Regions from separate parts of the Sus scrofa genome. Here region 1 is linked to region 2. Evidence: chromatin contacts called from public Hi-C data. All regions are on one chromosome and are shown on one strand. Each heading gives the region's core, a stretch centred on a gene start, on an enhancer-like site or on the middle of the called end of the contact. The rest is flanking DNA. Distances are from core to core; before and after follow the strand shown. Region 1 has its middle 29 kb from the start of YIPF5. Region 2 has its middle 330 kb from the start of YIPF5.

What was found. A called contact is a pair of places that touch in the nucleus more often than the background predicts.
Region 1: a Hi-C map of heart right ventricle shows a contact between it and region 2, with 2.7 times the contacts expected there. The contact joins two enhancer-like sites. A contact is called at or near these places in 3 of 47 Hi-C or Micro-C datasets (embryonic fibroblasts, fetal heart ventricle and heart right ventricle).

Annotation. Positions count from the first base shown.
Region 1 is chr2:145,636,179-145,640,825 of Sscrofa11.1, forward strand. No RefSeq gene overlaps it. Among named protein-coding and RNA genes, the nearest start is that of YIPF5, 29 kb to the right of the region's middle. Within about 2 kb of position 1,638, at least 18 of the 83 cell types and tissues checked have an H3K27ac peak or open chromatin away from gene starts, as enhancers often do.
Region 2 is chr2:145,339,507-145,344,204 of Sscrofa11.1, forward strand. No RefSeq gene overlaps it. Among named protein-coding and RNA genes, the nearest start is that of YIPF5, 330 kb to the right of the region's middle. Within about 2 kb of position 1,730, at least 2 of the 83 cell types and tissues checked have an H3K27ac peak or open chromatin away from gene starts, as enhancers often do.

The DNA.
Region 1 (4,647 bases), core at 388-2,887, 300 kb after region 2:
GGGTAGCGTATGATGCTCTACATGAAGAATCCTAAAGGTTTTAGGTCATGATGTATATTTAACAGACTTACTGATAATTAAATCCAAGATATTTGGAAAAATATTATTGAACTTGTATTTGGGAAGGTTTATTTGGGGACAAGTGGACTGGAGAGGAAGAGACACTGGCCTCCAAGGTGACACTTAGGAGACTGTTGGAATAATTGGGGATCATCACCAGGCTTTATTATCATGGCAATTTTTTTCCCAACAGCAAGTCCTCAGTGTGCCTATTACAGTGCCTGGCAAGACACGGGTGACTCATGAACACTGGCTGAGTACATGCTATTGTAGACCTGGACGACTGGTGACAGTATCGTGGAGAACGAGGGCGCAGGAGGGCGTGAAAGAATGCAGAACGTGTATCTAGCACATAGATGTAAGATGCTGGAGAGAGCGGAGAGGAAATGACTGCTGGCTTGCCCGCCTCTGCAATGGCTGAGAGAGAGAGAGAGAAAAGGAACTGTGGGCTGTGGACAGACAGCCGGTCAGGGGTGGGGAGAAGATGAGCCCCTTTCACTGCGCACACATTGAGTTTGAGTCGACAACGGGACATCTTAAAGAAAGGTCCGGAGGCAGCTGATGAGAAGGATGTAAACACGGGTGAGAGATGCGTGCCCGAGATGAAAGATCCCGATATCTGTAACACAGAGGCGAGAGGTGAATCTGCAAGAGCACATACAGTGCCCTGGAGGGCAGGATGTCAGGACAGAAAATTAAGGACCCAAAAGTGTGTTCTGAGGAATGGTCCTCATTGTAAAAGGTGTTGGGGACCCTGGAGAAACTTGCAGGTGTTAAGCTCCTCCAACTGCTAGCTGAATCCTTCTTTCCTAAAAGCCCAGGGAAGTTACTTGACATTTTAAATGCAGACATACAGAGAGGCATTCCGAGTCAGATATGAAGTGGAAAAATCTTTCTAAGATACACACAGGAAAAAAAAAAAAAAAAGTTCCCATCTCTCAACTGTTCTTTGTTTTAAAATTATCAAAAGCAACAAAAATCTAGGTACTTCAGTTAGAAAGTTTGAGCTGAAGTTTGCTCTCATTCTCGCTCATTGGAGTGTACTTTTCTCCTTCTATTTGTTGCTTTGTCTCCACCTTGTTAAGAGGCTGTTTAAACCTGTGCTTCAAATTCTCCCCAAGCAACACAGCCACTGAGGGAAAATCAAAAAGGAAGTACAGTGCATTTATAACAGCTTTGCTGGGATCGGTGGGAGGGGAAGCCAAAGGCTGCTGTGCAGATCAGTGACCCCTGAGCAGTGGGAAAAGCTGATTGGCAAACACGCAGGAACCTAAGGGGAGGACCAAGAGTGACTCAGGCAACCCTTTTAGGATGAAAGGACCAGACCTTTGTCAGTGACCACTTTTCACTGCCTTGCTTTCCAGAGGTCCTCTTCTTACACATTAGCAAAAACACTGCCTGTCCAGATGTAATCAGACTTGCAGCAACGAGAGAGAGACGGAACGGGGGAGCAGCTGAGCAGTCTCTGCCTTAGGTAATGCTGAGGCGCCGAACAGCTTCTTGGAAGATGTGTAGACGTGTGTGTATCCGTGTCACCAGCGTCAGTTTGGGTAGGTAAATGGAAACACGTGACTATCCCATGGTAATGCAAGAATGATGTAAACAATACACTTCTTTTTGCTAAGCAGATATCGCATGGAAGCAGGGCCCAGGTGTTTCCTTTCTGAAGGAAACTCCCAACAACACACTGAAATCTACTATCAACAAAGAAAACACATTGACAGAAAAGCCTAGTGGTTCTCAAATCAAATTCTTTAAGGCTTATAACGCTGCAGATTCAGCTTATTAAGATACTGAAAATGGGAGAAATTAAAAAGCAACCACTTTAATTATCGTGTTTGTGTCAAGTTTAGCCAACTGCTACAGTAATATCACTTGGCTTGTTCTACTGTAATTAACCCAGTAAGTGTACAAAGAAAACAAATTAGAACTATTTATAGCTCTTCTGAAGCAAAGTGGAAATGAGCTATTGCCCAATGCTATTACAATAAATATGGGTTGTTGACATTCCTTCAAAGTATGCTTTAGGACTTTCAATGAGTCATGTTATTCTTCAGTTGTATAAACCTCCACAAAACAAAGAAAATTCCAATAGTGCATCTCATCAAACTTGTTTTCAGAAGAGTGTATATCAAGTTGAGTAACCAGCCATTTGTTTTGAGCCAAACTGGATAAGTCTCATTAAGGAAATGTTAAATAGTATGCAAACACTGCATGCATTTTTAAAATGAGGTTCAAACATTCTGCGACTCTATGAGTCAGTCCCACAGAATGAAAACCACAGTCAAGATTCATTATTATTTAACTGGCATGGACCCCCCCCTCATCCAGATAATAGCGAACTTTATGGAAATGAAAGGAATGCAGATCTGGCACAAAAGGGGATCGTCTGCATAAGAGAGACTGCTTTACTTTTTTTCTTTGAGGTAATAATCCTTCACTTAGATAAAACAAATCAAAATTGTATGTGCAAGACCACTGTTTAGGCACAATACAAGCAAATTAGGTCCAAGTAATTACCTTCACCTTTGTAAGAAAAAAAACTGCCCACGTCCCCTCTTTGTATTTCTGCATTCCTGTTGCTGGGACTACTGCTGTCCACAAAACAGATGACCTACTACCTACTCCTGCTTTCTGTGTACAAGGCACAGAGTAAGTCCTCAGCATTCTTTTGCACAATAAACCCACAGAGCCTCATGAACAGTTGCCGTCATTATCCCTGTTCTGCAGATGAGAAAGAGGAGACCAAGAGAAGACCTTTCCACAAGATTCTAGTGGAGAAGCTGGCTTTCAAGCTCTAATTGGTCTGATTACAAGGGAGAGCGGGGAGGGAGTGGGATGGACAGGGAGTTTGGGGGTTAGTAGATGCACGCTATTACATTTAGAATGGATAAGCAATGAGGTCCTGCTGTACAGCACAGGGAACTATATCCAGCCTCTTGGGATAGAACATGATGGAAAAGAGCATGAGAAAAAGAATGTATATACAGGTGTGACTGGGTCACTATGCTGTGCCGCAGAAATTGACACAACACTGCCAGTCAACTATACTTGAATAAAAAAAAGAAGTGGAAAAACAAACAAAAAACAAAAACAAAAAAAACAAAGCCTGAGCTCTTAGCCAATATGTTTTCTTCAGACAACGTTTTCAAATGTGGAGAGTCTGAGTGGGGCTTTTGGACAGAGGTGAACTCTCCTGCTCTCTGTCTTGGTGTGAGCGTGTGAGCGAGGCCAGCTGGGTCTCTGCTCTGGTTTGCCCCCCCTCCACAGGAAAACCAGCTCCTGGGCACATGGCTGGGTTTGTTACCTGAAAAACAGTGCCCTGTGTGTAGGTTTTCGAACTCTGTAGAGCCATTTCATATAAACGATCTCTTTTGATCCTCCAGAGAACTGAGAAGAGAAGCCGTTTTTATCTGCATTTTATAGGCAGGATAAAACTTTACTCAAAGTTCTATCATGAGTTAGGAGCAGAGCCAGAGGTAGATCATGGTTTTCTGCCCTTTCCCAAGCAGCTGCCGCTTTTGCCTGCCCTGCACGTGAGGGAACCTATGCAAAACTGCATGTACCACCTAACCACCATGCCCAGAGGAGTCTGCCAAACAAAGTGAGTGACCCCCAGTAGGGACAGAGCTTCATGTTCTTATGTAATCTACACTTTAGAACTAGAGGCATACATCTCTAGCTCAATTTCAGAACGAAACCAAAAGTCACGCATCTAAACCTCGGAGAGAGAGCTCAGCTTCTGATTGATTTGATAAAAGCCCTATGGGAGAAGCAGCAAAACTTTTATTCAGTTGTCAGTTCAATGCTACATATATGATTTATTTTTTTTCTAATTTGCCCCTAAGATTGAAAATAAATGATAAGGCAGCATGGATCCTTTTCAAATGTCACTATGTTTTCAAAACTACCCTCTTGATCAAATCACAGCTATACTCACTATTAGCTGTATAACAATTGGGCAAATACCTTGAATTTTTAAAATAGACTAAAACAGCAATAATAGCAACACCTACCTCATTGGATTGTTGTGATGAGATGTGCATGTGACACATCTGGTGAGGTGCTTGAGCAGTACATTCTAGGCATGTAACAAGTACAATTCAGTTGCTGATTTCACTATGCAAAGCATTGGTAAATGCATCTTTGAAGCCCAATACACAGTGATTATGCTTCTGTCAACTTATCTTAAAGCTGAAGTTAACCATACTTGCCGTCTAATCAAATGCATCATTTAACTGGGATCTGCTATCGATTAATCCGCATCATCCTTAATAAAGGCTGTGAAGTGCCAGAGCTATGCTGACAAGTCCCTCCCTTGCATGAGTTTACTTCAGCGTTCTCGCTGCTCTCTCAAGTCTGCTGTGACTGCTAGGATTTCACGAGCTCCTGAGTTCCTTGGAAGGCAGAGGTAAGCATTTCCATCTGTATTCTCTCACATAATCCACCACATGGTAGCCACTCAGTAAATACTTGCTAAACATTGATTTGATGCCAGGAAACTAAAAACATTCATCCATTAAAAGAATTTATATCGGCTCTGAGATTCTCACTGTGTTTGGCCAAGAAGAGCACCCTGAGTTCTCT
Region 2 (4,698 bases), core at 480-2,979:
GCAGGGAAGCTCTACCAGCAGGAGGCTACTTCAGTGGACCTTGTAAGGAGGTGATGGTGGCTTGGACCAAAGACATGGGAGTGCAGATGAATGAGGCAGGTGGAGAGATGAGTCAGATGAAACAGGAAATGCAGGCACAAAGGCAAACAGAATAAAAAGTAACAGAATGGGAGTTTACAGCGGAAAGAACACTTGGAGATCATTCTGGCCCAACTCTATAATTTTTGCAGATGAGGAAACCACATCCCAGGAGGGTGAAGCGGCTTCCCGCTGTCTCAGAAGCACGACCAGTCTCTGAGCCTCCTGACCTCATGTCTGGGACTCCTACCACACCATGCGGACAAAAGCAGCCCTGGAGGAGGACTGAGCATGCAAGGGAGAATCAGGACAAGAATAGTGAGGGGGTGAGGAAGGGGCAGTGAAGGGTCAAGAGGAGTGAGGAGAAAATGAGAGCAGGTGAATGAAAGGATGGGAGCAGACAGGGCAGGGAGAGAACGGGAGGAGGGGACTTGTTGCTGGGATTATTTAAGGCTGATCATTTCCAGTTGAGGTTTGGTTTAATAGACCATTGCCTGGCTCACCACAGCTGTCAGGGCACCAGAGGCAGCAGGTGGAGCAGCTGCCTGAGCCACCTGAGCCACAGGAACAGTGGCAGGGGAAGCGCAGATGGGCAGGAAGTCACCCTGGGCCACAGCCAGGCTTGCCTGGATCATGGTGTTCTTACCCACCTCGCGGGGGGGTGGGGGGGATGTTTGGAGTGTTCCCAAGGCAGCCCAGAGACCAGCCCATTCTTCCCCATCACCATCATCATCAGTCAGCGTACACCATGCTACCACTCCTCGGGGTCAGAGAATGTGCATGGGCTTCACATGTATTTCTCTCTTGCAATCTCATAAAAACACTCGATGGAAGTATGAGTTCCCTGGGTTTTCAGATAAAGAGATGAAGGCTTTATATATATAGAAATATATATATAGAAAAAGACTCACAGACATAAAGAACAGACTTGTGGTTGCCAAGGCCATGGGAAGAGGGAATGGGATGGACTGGGAGTTTAAGTAGACGTAAACTTTTGTTTTTAGAATGGATAAGCAATGAGGTCCTGCTGTACAGCACAGGGAACTATATCCAATCTCTTGGGATAGAACATGATGGAAGATAGTATGAGAAAAAAAGAATATATATATATATGTACATATATATGAATGACTGGGTCACTATGCTGTACAGCAGAAATTGGCACAACATTATGAATCAACTATACATAAAAGCAAACAAATGGACAAACTGGGTGTTCCTATCATGGCTCAGTGGGTTAAGAACCCTACTAGTATCCATGAGGATGTGGGTTCAATAACTGGCCTTGCTCAGGACCCAGCATTGCCATGAGCTGTGGTGTAGGTCACAGACATGGCTCAGATCCCCAGTTGCTGTGGCTGTGGTCTAAGTCTCAGCTGCGGCTCTAACTCAGCCCCTTGTCTGGGAACTTCCATATGCCACGGGTGCAGCCCTAAAAATTAAAAAAAAAGAAGAAGAAAGACTTAACTACATGCACATACTGAGAAACTAAGTCTTAGGTACCTTGCATGAAACTATCTCTGAGGTGGGAAGTGGCAGGAAGGCCCTGCTATCTTTTTTTTTAAGGAAACGCAAGTGCTGGACAGACTTTGAAAGAGGTGTTGGTGACAGCCTCTGAACACACAGACTTTGAAAGAGGTGTTGCTGACAGCCTCTGAACACTGAACAGGTCTGCTGCTTTCTCTTGCTCCAAAGATGGAGAATGCTTGGCCTGGGATGACATGGTTGGTGAGGCCAGATGAATCTTAGCTCTTCCAACTTCCTATCTGGTCCCCCAGCCACACCCTCCACTAGAAGAATGCTCAGTTCCAGTTATACAACTGAACCTTCTTAAAGAACACAAACTGAACCTTCTTTTAGAGTTTTTATGCCATGTCTTTGTTTAAAAAGCGCACTTTTTGACCTTCTTCTTTTCTTTCAAGGCCCTTTCAAAGGGCACCCCTTATATGAAGGTTTTATTTCTCTCCAGGCAAAAATAAATCACTCCCTCTGTGGTGCCCTCCCAGTCTTGCATTTTGGTCTGAGGCACGCACTTACTTCCTTTATCACAGCATGGATGCTTCTTGAGGAAAGGAACTATGTTTAAATCATTTCTGTGTCTTTGGCACCCAGCACAGTGCCTGGTGCAGTGGACGCAGTCGATAAGTTTTGACTAAATTGGAAATGGAAATTGTTGGGGCCTCTGTACATCAGCCATTTCCAACCTTGTTTTTTTAACTCGGAAACTCATATGAAAGAAGACCTTGTCACTCATATGAGCACATCTATATTTCTCTTACTGGCGAAAAGTTAAATAGCATATGAATTTCTGTGGGAGAAAGCAAATAAAAGTATTTTATAAGGGTGAGAGTCATAAAAGTATCTGTTTGTTATTTCCAAATAGCATTATGTAAGGAAAAATAAGTATATATGTATATTTATTTATTAAAAATAAATCATACACACATACATATATATATATTATTTGGCACATGGTACTGACACATTTTTATGTGTTACTATGAGTAACATTATTTCAGATTCACTGATTCTGATTTGCTCTTTGTAGCTCCTGTTTTATTATTAACTGAAACTTCATAGACGGCATCATTTTCGCTGCCACGCACAGAAGACAAAAATACACTGTATCTTCCTCCTCTCTCCTGGCCTCATTCTTTTCTAAAATATATAGTGATGGGCCAAAAAGGAAATGGCAGTAAGCCTACCGAAATCACACCGACCTATGGCAATAATCCCAATCACCACACCTGTCAATGAATCATCCGCAGTGGGAGCTCACACAGAATTACGTGCAGAGAGAGTTCAGTCTCTGGGCCGAGGGTCACTCCAAGTGCAACCTTTCACATTCTACGCACTTTTCCCTGCTCAAGACACTGGAATACACAGATGCAAGAAGGAGCTCATCACAGGGACAACTTTCAATTCTTCTCTAATTATATTTAAAAAGACTTCCCTTGTGTTTAAAAATTTAGCAAATAGTAGTGTAATTAGCTATGATTAGTCACACAACCCAGGTCCTTTGGTCTCCCCTACACAAGGCTACAGATAGGGTTATATACATAAAACCTATGATACTTTTCAGACTCTTACTTTCTCAAAATAGAATTTATCTTTATTAAAAGATAGCCTTTCAAGGGATGCTTCACCTGTTCCTGCAAATTCCTCTGCCTATGGCCAATACCACGTGGCATCTAGCAAGTTTTCTTCTCTAGATCTAGCTTCCATTTTGCCAATGTCTGTGATCTGCTTTCAGACCTTCCTGAAGATCACTCAGCTTTGCAGTACAGATGGTGGCAAAAATGTGAAGGTTGTTACTGTCTGCTATTGTTCTCAAAGCTGGCAAATTGCAGCATGCCAGCATGGGGCAGGTTCCATGAACAGAGGGTGACTCTGAACTATACTGTATTAGTTGTCTGTGGCTGATGTAACAAATTATCACAAACTTATAAGGCAACACAATTTATCCTCTTACAGCTCTGGAGGTTAGAAGTTCAACAGAGGCCTTACTGAGCCAAAACCAAGGAAGGTATTGGCAGGACTACATTTTTTTTTTCCCTAGAGGGTCTAGGGGAGAGTCCATTTCCCTGCCATTTTCTAGATGCTTCATGCATTTCTTAGATCATAGCTCTATGCTCCATCTTTAAAGCCAACAACATTTTATCTCTACAATCTTTCTTTTGTAATTATGTATTCTTTTATCTATCCTCATCCACTTTTAAGGATTCTTTATTACATTAGCCCCCTCTCTAAAAAGTCAGTGGATTAATAATCTTAACTCCACCAGCAACCTTAATCCTCCTGTTCCTTGTAACCCAACATGGTCACAGGTTTTAAGGATTAGGAAACGGACTTCGCTGAGGAAGGGCATGCTATTTTGCCTACCAAGTATACTTTCTCACCTGAACCCCAAAGCAAGATTTTTCATATCCAAAGTTGTTTCTCATGTCATTAATACACAAATTTCTAGTATGATAAGGTTGCAGACAATGAAGTTAACACATAAAAATCATATTTCTAAGTACCTGTAACACAACTGGAAAATGAACTTAACATCACTTGCAACAGCATCTAGGAACATCCAACACGCAGATATCAATGAATAAATAACATACAAAAATTCTACGCTGTAAACTATAAAAAAGTGCTAAGATAAATCCCAGAAGGTTTTTTTTAAATGGAGGAGTATATTATGTTTATGGATTAGAAGACTCAATATTGTTAAGATAGCAATACTCTCAAGCAGATCTGTAGAGGCAAAGCAACTCCAATAAGAATACTAGCAAGCCTTATATTAGAGAGAGACAAGCTAATTCTAAACTGTGCAAAGCATTCAAAATAGGGCACATTAGTCAATTATGGTCAATATTAATGCAATTCAGTTGAAAAATAAAATACTGAGCTTCTTCTATATTCCAATAGGTACAGTAAAAGAGAGGGCAGCATCATAATGAAATGATAAGATAGTTCTGAATTCAAATCCCAACTCTATTACCTCTAACTTTCCCACCCTTAGCAGAGCTTCTGGGGAGGAAGAGGAAATGATGGATGTGCAGTTTGAAAAGGCCCCCAGGGAGACTTGGCTGTAACTCACACTGATCCCATATCCCACCAACCGCCACA